Linked DNA regions of Drosophila melanogaster: regions 2 and 3 are each linked to region 1. The links are chromatin contacts, called in public Hi-C maps. All regions are on one chromosome and are shown on one strand. The core of a region is the stretch at or near the end of the contact, and the rest is flanking DNA. Distances in the headings are between cores, read along the strand shown. Region 1 holds the start of FASN1 (Fatty acid synthase 1). Region 2 holds the start of CG8838. Region 3 holds the start of Hrs (Hepatocyte growth factor regulated tyrosine kinase substrate).

The links. Hi-C and Micro-C count contacts between places; a contact is called where the count stands out from the background.
Region 2: a contact with region 1 is called in a Hi-C map of the S2 cell line, with 2.0 times the contacts expected there. A contact is called at or near these places in 5 of 107 Hi-C or Micro-C datasets (the D17-c3 cell line, the Kc167 cell line, the S2 cell line and 1 more).
Region 3: a Hi-C map of the Kc167 cell line shows a contact between it and region 1, with 4 times the contacts expected there. A contact is called at or near these places in 2 of 107 Hi-C or Micro-C datasets (the D17-c3 cell line and the Kc167 cell line).

The regions. Positions count from the first base shown.
Region 1 is chr2L:3,055,270-3,058,182 of dm6, reverse strand. It overlaps FASN1 (Fatty acid synthase 1), which reads right to left and starts at 1,585. Exons shown (of 6, transcript NM_134904.3): 1 at 1,259-1,585. It overlaps FASN2 (Fatty acid synthase 2), which reads right to left. Exons shown (of 7, transcript NM_001273057.2): 6 at 2,870-2,913; 7 at 2,040-2,806. The coding sequence ends at 2,696.
Region 2 is chr2L:3,356,108-3,359,218 of dm6, reverse strand. CG8838 reads right to left here and starts at 1,573. Exons shown (of 1, transcript NM_134925.3): 1 at 601-1,573. The coding sequence starts at 1,469. The coding sequence ends at 798. GramD1B (GRAM domain containing 1B) reads left to right here. Exons shown (of 10, transcript NM_134926.4): 10 at 1-579.
Region 3 is chr2L:2,738,413-2,741,277 of dm6, reverse strand. Hrs (Hepatocyte growth factor regulated tyrosine kinase substrate) reads right to left here and starts at 1,292. Exons shown (of 6, transcript NM_164496.1): 1 at 1,244-1,292; 2 at 1,067-1,138; 3 at 805-889; 4 at 494-758; 5 at 1-170. The coding sequence starts at 1,097. It overlaps CG31689, which reads right to left. Exons shown (of 11, transcript NM_001273025.1): 7 at 2,663-2,831; 8 at 2,495-2,595; 9 at 2,254-2,409; 10 at 1,981-2,189; 11 at 1,448-1,916. The coding sequence ends at 1,778.

The sequences.
Region 1 (2,913 bases), core at 336-2,835:
GATAACGTCTCTGACTGAGACTAGGCCATGGGGCGATTCCGAAACGGCCTGGTGGTGATAAGAGTGATAAGGCAGCGCTGCCTACTCATACGACTGTGCACCTGTATCGGAAATGTTTGATCGGCGGCGGACGCGTGTTCTTCAGGAAGCGACGACTCTATTAGCCGATAAAGATTAGCCAGACACTCGAAATTTTCCAATCACACAATCGCACGATTCTTGTTTGTTTTTGGCTGCGGAATTGGGGCGTGTGGCCGCCTTTATGGGTTGCTGGGTGTTGTTGTTTTATGCAAAGCGATCGCTTGATAACTCACTTTCAACTTTTTGAGCATTCAGCTGGTAGAGCTAAGCAATTTCTGAAAAGTATTTTACTTTAGGTGCTTAACTTTTGAATTTGATTTTGTATTTAAGCAAACAACTTATTGTTATTGCAACATTTATCACTGCAATTTCAAATGTAATAATAGTAAAATTTATAATATTTGTTTGTTTGCTTGACTTTAGCTAAATACGCAGATAGATTTCCCTATTTTCGTATTAAAAGCAATTTCAAATTTCATTTTTAGTAACTGTCTTAATGGCTGTGCAGTTAGCATGGTTGTAAAATAATGAAAATGGCACACGCAACCGGAAAATTGTTGGATTTGTCATTTCAGAAGGTTTGGGTTCGTTGCAAAAATGGCACTGGACTTATTTACATGGGAATATTTAGCAAGGATTTCCGAATTGCAAAAGGACTATAACGATGTCTGCCAAGGAAATCGTAGAAATTAAGCAGCTCTTGCATGGCAATTAGAAAGGGAAACCCTATCGCGAAGCCCCTACTATATGGAGCAGACGAGAGGAGACTGGGACTTGGACTTCCCCCCACCGCCGCCCGCACATCTTGCAATTAGCGTGTAATTTGGTGTCTCAGCGCAGCAGGAACTGCTGTTTTGGGGGGCGTTTGGAGTAGTAGAACAACACTTCTATGGGTCCTAAAGGTCAAAAGCACTGGAGAGCAAGTGCGAACTTAGTAATTCGTATTTTTAGTCGACTTGACGAATGATCACTTGGAGACGCTCGATCTAACCATTTTTCTCCTATTTTTTTCACACTTTTCCGTTGTTTCTGCTTTTTTTCTTATTTTCGTTAGCAATTCACTTTTTGTCCAGCGAAAATTTCGTTTTCATTTTCTCCTCAGCACACCAGCACACACACACACGCAAATTTGAACAGGGGCTGTTTTATTCCTGCGGCTGCCATTTTTTGTACATACCTAGAAATCAGGCGATTCCTCGACAGCTGTTTTTCGAGTTCTTGGAGTGGAGCGGGCGGAGGGCTGCGCGGAGGATTCGAATTCAGTTTCGTGGGGGGTGTTCCTTTACAGTTGGTCCTGACTGAATGGGGAAACCGTTATAATCCAGAAACTGAAACTGCTTTCGACTCGAAGTTCTCCGTTGACTGCCGTTATTAGCTTAGTTAGTAGCTATTAGTTTTTGAAAATTACTCTGCCACACACAGTTATGTTCTTTGGGATTCAAACGTAGCGTACCGGCTTGTAAAACCACGACAACGACGGAATGCTGCGACGAACGGAAATGCGAGAATCAGGTGAGCGCCGGCCTTTTTATATGACGCCCGCCGCCTCCAAGAAGAGCTTTTGGAGAGCTTCTCGCTGCGCTGCTCTCTCGCGCTGTTAAAAGTTAACCGTAGCACGATGCCCTTCCCCTACAGAGGGTACTTCGAATTCGGTCCGCCGCTTGGGCTGACATCCTCGACCTTACCTCGTAGACCTGATTGATAAGCCGCTGTTTACCGGCGATCTACTCACGGATCTACGATTTCATTTGATCATTCACAATCTACCTGAAATCCATTACTTGTACTTTTCGCTTATTAAGCTTAAAAGTGATTGGTTATTGATCAATTAGATTGAATGGTTTTTAATATTTATAGCACCTATTAAAACATATGTGGGTTCAATGAAAATATGTATAAATATTATTGCTAGTGTCAAAAAGGAAAATTCTTATTTAATTAACCGAATTGAATTAGTTATTATTTCAAAAAGGTCCTAGTTTAAGCAGACTGCGTAAAATTTTTTCAGCAGCAGGGTGTTTTTAATTCGGATTTCCAAAGCCACTGTTATTGGTGTAAACTTCTGTTATTGTTGCTGGACTCTGTGCGGCGCTTAAATTCGCATTAACAGCGATAAGTGGTCAGCTGTTGTGTGCGTGACGGAGATGTAGAAATTTTGATTTGCCCGCCATAGTCGGACCACTTTTTCGTCGATTATTAATCGTCTGGCGAGATCACTAGCGCGATAGAGTGGGCGGCATTATCAATTATGGAAAGGTACGCCGAAGTCGGGTCAATAAAGCCAGCCAGCACGGGTCAGAATGTTCGGATCGTAGTGATTCATCGTGGAAATCATGCGAGTACCACGCGAGTAAAACTGGAAACACGAGCGAACTTCTCCGATCGTTTATAAGCCAATTACTTTGTGAGAAATGCCTCGCGATAGTATACATTTGGAAAATTATCTTGTATTAGACAATGTTCTGATTAGTGAAGTTCGACCGTACTGAATGCGTTCATTATTCTTAAACAATCAATGCGCGATTGCTACGTGTATTGATAGGATTAGGGTATATGTACATTAAGTTCTACAGGATAATTCATCAGCATAATCGTACGAACTACTTCCCTTCCACTAGGGACGCTTCCGCAGGACGCGCTCGATGATCTGTAGAGTGTGCGGCTCCTTGAGGAAGGTCCTGTGTGTACCCTCCACCACATGCATGTCGATCTGGGCACTGCAAATCTGCAAGGATTGGAGGGAAATGGTCATTAAATAATGCTATAGATAGGTTTTATAGGCACTTACCTCCTTGAGGCCATAGTCCTGGGCCATAATCGCATTGTGCTCGG
Region 2 (3,111 bases), core at 324-2,823, 300 kb before region 1:
AAAACCAATCGAAACAATTGTGAGCAATGTTTTCGTTCTTTTGTATAACTCCTCCCAACTCTTTACCCTTTTTCGATTTTTGGCGCCCGTTTACAGACGATACCGATACCAATACCACAACAAGAATCAGAAACAAGATGCTTCAAACTATTTAATCCAAATCGCAAGTCAAGGCTATGGCCAGTAACTGCGTAACTCTATATATACACCATATATATAATCCGTATATATGGCCAAGTATTGTTAGTCTGTAGTAGTTGCATTTTAATGTACCAGAGCAAAAATAAACAAAGCAAAAGCTTGAAAAAAGCAGGAACCTGTGCGAATTGAATGTGAAGAGAAAACTAAACCGGAATAATTAAGAAAAATACATTTAGATCTAAGCTAACAAAATTTTTAAGTTGGTTAATACCACGCTAAAAACTAACTCTTGTCAAATTAATTTGGGCCCTAGCTAAATTGGCTTACGATTTGTGTCACAATTTAGGCTTATTAAACAGAACATACAAGAATAAGAGACCGAATGTTAAGCTGCAGCAATGAAAATTCTAATTTATTATAAAACCGAATAAATAAAATAAAAAAATAACGCCTTTATTTCATTTCATGACATTTTTATTCATGTGTATATAAACTAGACAATCCATATTTAAGTACATTTTCAATTTGGATCGCCTTCATGTGGGATTCAGTGCGGTCCATCACATGGAGGGATCACTGTGATTAAAGTTGTTGATTACTTGGTGCAAATTTGATTAGCTTGAATGAATGAAAATCTACTGGTATATCTATCGCTTCTAAAGACGCCATCGTTTTGAGACCGGAATCTCTGCATTGCCGAGTCGATCTGCAGACCTGGTATTTCGCATCTGTGCACCCGACTTTTCAGGCGAACTCTTCTTGGTCTTCGTCTTGCTCAGCGTACTGGCATCCTTAGCTGTAGATTCTGCCCTTCTGGGAGAGAGGGGTTGTCGCTTCAACTGAGTGGAACTGGTCTTGCCGAGCTTTGGCTGAGCACGGAATGATCCCTGCCCGGCTACTTTCCTTTTGCGAGGCTGAATGACGACCGTCTTGGAGGAATTGGCACTGGTCTTCTTGCTGGACAGGGAGTGCCTTGGCGACACGGTCTTGGTCTTGCCTCGTCCATGGGACATCTTCTCCACCAGCTTCTTAATTGCGTTCTTCTCGCTCGGTGGCTGGATCTTAAGGAAAGTGTGTTTCTGGGTCAAATGCGCGGCAGTAATGGCATTTGCCGCTGGCGGAGACATCAATTCCAGTGTTTCTGGCAAGGGAAACTCCATCGGACTTGGTTTGTATTTGAAAGGTTTCTTTCCGTCGGCAGCTCCACGTGCTGCTTTAGGCCGACGAACTGGCGGAAGATTTCCATTCAGTTCCCTGCGCAGCCTGATGTGACGTTCCACCATCAAATCGAAGATGGAGACTATCGGGGTATTCAGCATGGACGTCATCGTGTTTAAAACAGAGTAAAAGTTTGGAAAATTCTTTGAATGTTTAGTGATAAATGTGTAATGGGGTGTTTGTACTGCTACAAACTGAGTGGGTGGTTGGAAAATGATTTCTCCATGAACATGTGATCTGACGTATTGGGCAGAGGTATTTTCTTAAAAATTTTGAATCCTTCGTAAATTACAATTATTTAAAGACGCATTTTAAAGCTAAAGACGTATATGCCATATATATACACAAACGCTGACAAAATATTTGCATACTTATAGGCATGTAACTTTAATGTTATAACTTACGTATTGCGATCGTAAATTACAATTATTTAAAGACGCATTTTAAAGCTAAAGACGTATATGCCATATATATACACAAACGCTGACAAAATATTTGCATACTTATAGGCATGTAACTTTAATGTTATAACTTACGTATTGCGATCGTCTTGTTGATAAATCTTGAGTAACGTAAAGTACAATTTTTAAGCTTATAAAGTATATGTGCAATAGATGATGTAAACTTTAAAATAAAGTCGATTTTTTATATTTATCCTAAGTAATCGTATATCCAAAGCGACAAAGTCTAGCAAAAGAAATGGCGACCCAATTTCGATAGCCCTGCTTTATTTCCCAACTCAACCAAGTTCAAAATCCTAAAATAAATTCACATGACGCCGAATGGCATGAGTAAGATCACCGACTTTGTTTATTCCGCTTCTTTTGTTGCATTACAGCTCTCTCCTGGGCAATATCAAGAAAGCCAACCTGACTGATAAGAGTTCAAGTTCATTAAACCGCATAAAAATCAGGAACAATTCGTGCAAAATTTGGGGGCCTTTTCAACGGTTCTTCGATGTAGGGAAGTAAGTATATATTATATACATACATATATGGATTTTATATTGGCCTTAAATACAACTAGGCTACATTGTTATAAAAAACTGCAATCTTCAACCTTGCCTTCTTAACTGGCTACAATTTTCAACACAGCTGTATATAATACACATACGTGTATATAGTCGACTAAGAAATTAAATTAATAGAAAATTTAGCAAATAACATACAAAATGAAAGACCAAGAAACTATTCACATTCCGACATCGCTTAATAAAATTTGTCTAGAAATTCAATATTTGCCGTACGCTCACACGTACACTTAGAAAAATGGCCCACCATACGCACTAGCACACATCAGAAGAAGAAAAGAGCAAATTAAGGAGAAAAAGAAAGAAAATAAGAATCTTATCAGCGGTAGAACAAAAACAAAGTTCAGTAAAAAAAACGAAACAAAAACAAAAAGAAAGCCACCAGAAGTCGAGAGCAACAACAAATTGGCTGTGTGTTTTTTCAAGGTTAAGAGCAAGTGCGTGTGCGTGAATTGGTGCCACTGTATGGGTGTCTCGCACATTTTGCACATTGTGCGTATAAATAAAAAACAGTAACAACAGTAAAACCACCAACACAGCAACAGGAAAAAATAATTTTTTTTATAGAGAGCCGAGAGCTACGCACCGAAAACGAGAAAAAAACATAGCGGCAACTTGGCGACTTATTCGCTCCAAGTTTATGGCAACACAATAAACTTAATAATTTCGCTGCAAACTGAACAATCATCATTATTTAGGCCTAATATGCAATTGTGCGTTAT
Region 3 (2,865 bases), core at 43-2,542, 320 kb after region 1:
CCGCAGTTCCGGCAGTGGTGCTTCCGGTTGGTGAAGGTGAACTCCACGCGACAGCGATGGCATACCCTGCCATCTGCCCAGTTGGGCGCCGTGTCCGCCGTGAACATGGCATCTGCCTCCCGAAGTTCGGGGAAAGTGTGCCCCTTCGCCTTCAGGATGGTCATGGTGTCCTGCAGAGAATGGGATTGTTAGTAAAGTTAGCTGTAGTTATGTGGCGTGAGTCTACAAGGGATTCCTCCTCAATGCTAAGTTCCTCCTCCGAGCTCATTTCTATTCAACTGATGACATTTCACTGGGTTTTGCTACGCAGCAAACAGTTGTTTCCTACTAATTAAATTAATGGCAAAGCGCAGGGCCGGATTTTGAACTAAGTGTGCGCTGGGCTGATGCAAAGTGTTATATTCAATGCAAAAGTATAGAGAAACCCACAATCTTTTTCAAAGTGCATCAATCGCATGGTAAAGATCCCTTTAGATGGAGCTGCCAATCCTACCTTGATGGCCTGGTACTTGTCCGAGGAGCGGAAGGCGTACGCCCAGGTCTGCACCAGCTCCAGCATCTTCTGGCGCACGTTCTCGTGGGGCGTCGACTCGAGGAAACTGCTGAACATCTCGCAGTTCTCCTTGGTGAACACCTCCTCGTGAACGGGTGCGCCGCAGTTCTTGACGATGCTCTCGAGGACCAGGAGGGAATAGCAGGAGGAGTGCGGGTTGGGCGAGTTCATCTTCTTCTTGATGGCGGCAAAGGCATTCTTGGGACTGGTTTTTTGATTAAAATAATAAATCTGGAATCGCCGAAACTTACGTGACATCTTTCTGGTTGATTTCATCGCAAATCAGAAGAATTGATGGCCAGTCGGGCTCCAGACGCAAGTGACTGGTGGCATTTTCTGCGAGTGGAAAGTGCGTAATTGTTAGACCTTTGTGTGTTTATCAAAATCTTCAATTGTTTTGGAGTTCAATCGCCTTTTTATTGTTACTTCTGAATTCTTCTTCCTTGTTTTTTTTGTTTTTCGATGAGTCATTTTTTCTTATTGGTTTATTTCCTTGACTTTGGTGCTTCTTACCTAAGTTTTTGTCGAAACTTGATCGAAACATGTTTTCTGTTTTCTTTTATGCTGCTTCTCGTCGTTGGTTTTCTATTGTTATTCGTTTAAAATAAGGAAAGCTTATTATTATTGTTTTGCAAGCAAAGAAATTTTCTGCAATGCGCTAGTGCTGCCACATCAATGAAATTAACATACCCTTACAGTGCTGCCAGATGACGAAAAGCAAGGGCAACGCAAATAAGAGCAGCACTACATGACTGACGTAACGATTGACGTAAAGTTTGGAATTTTCGTAACGGATTTTTAAAAATTTGAAATGACTTTTATATTAACATATTAACATTAAGCCCCAGATTGGAATCGCATTTTGTGCCATAAAAATAAATGCGCTACTCATTTGCTTAAGCTTCTTGTTTATTTTGTTTGTTCATACAGGTCTCGCTTACAATTAGGTTAACTAGACAAATAACTACACGTACATACATATATAAAGGTTAGTTATCCATACATAAACAGTATAAAAACTATGATTCGCTATGCTTAGAGGTTGCCGCAACAGTTGGCACTCGCATATTGCAATGGTCCGTTGCATTTGTTAAAGTATCACACGCCGGTATATAAAAGATTGGGTTTACTTGCAACTAAGCGATATACATACATACATAAGTAACATAAAATCACATTCGATTCAAATTAAGCCGAATACTAAAAGCCCCCCCCCCCCCCCCATCAGTTCGTCTTGATCTTGTGCTTCAGCGTAAAGTAGGACAGAACCTTGAATATCGCTATTTGGATGAGGATCATGAGAATGTTGTGACCAAAGTCGCCGTCCTCCATACCAAATTGTCGCAGCACAGTCACAGCGTTCCTAATCGAAAACGATAATAAATGAGTACTTTGAATATTTGCAGCTTGCTTATGCTTTCACTCACTTGAAGTGGCAATAGAACTCCGTGGGCGGGCAGATCAACTGGCCACGCTGATTGCCGTACAGCGAGATCACCATGTTTTCGAGGGCGTAGCGAAGTGGCGATATATAGGCCATGAATCGCATGGCAGCCGGAATGTGATTCAGCAGGATGAGGAAGCCGGAGAACATTAGCATACATGACGTCGAAACGGCGCCAACGAAAGTTCCATTCTGCAAATTAAGTTTTTGTGGTGACAAAGGATTCTAGCATTTGGTTAAAGAGCTCTGCACTTACCACTGGATTCAGCACGGTGCCCAGAAAGACGCCCAGACCATCCGCACAGATCGTGACCACCACCGCACTTAGTAGGTACTTAACAAATCGATCCATTTCCACGGGCTGATCGGTCATCAGATATCCTATCGTTATATACACCGTCGAGAAGATGATCTGAAAAAATATAATATATGTGAGAAAATATAAGTATGTACGTGTGGATAGGTTTTTTCAGGAATCCACAGGATTGCAGACTCACATGGACTGGTGTGGATGTGATGATGGTGGCAAGGTAATAGGTTCGCAATTTGTACCAGTTGTTGAAGGTCTCCTTTCTGATGATCTCTATTTCGGCGGGATCTGTAACACGCATCATATTATATTGTAGAAAGAGGCACATAGTATGCACTCCCCCATTCCGACTTACATCTCAATATGCCCGGCATAATGGTGGTGTACCAGAGATATACGCAATGGATCATGATCATGCCGACATTGGAAATTTGCTTGGTGGCATTGCTGCCCGAATCGCCGAAGAACAAGCCAATCAAAATGGAACAGAGCACATGAATGCCCAGCTTCAGGTAGGTAAGAGTCTGGAAGTGGTATTGAAAATATTCAAGTAAGGCT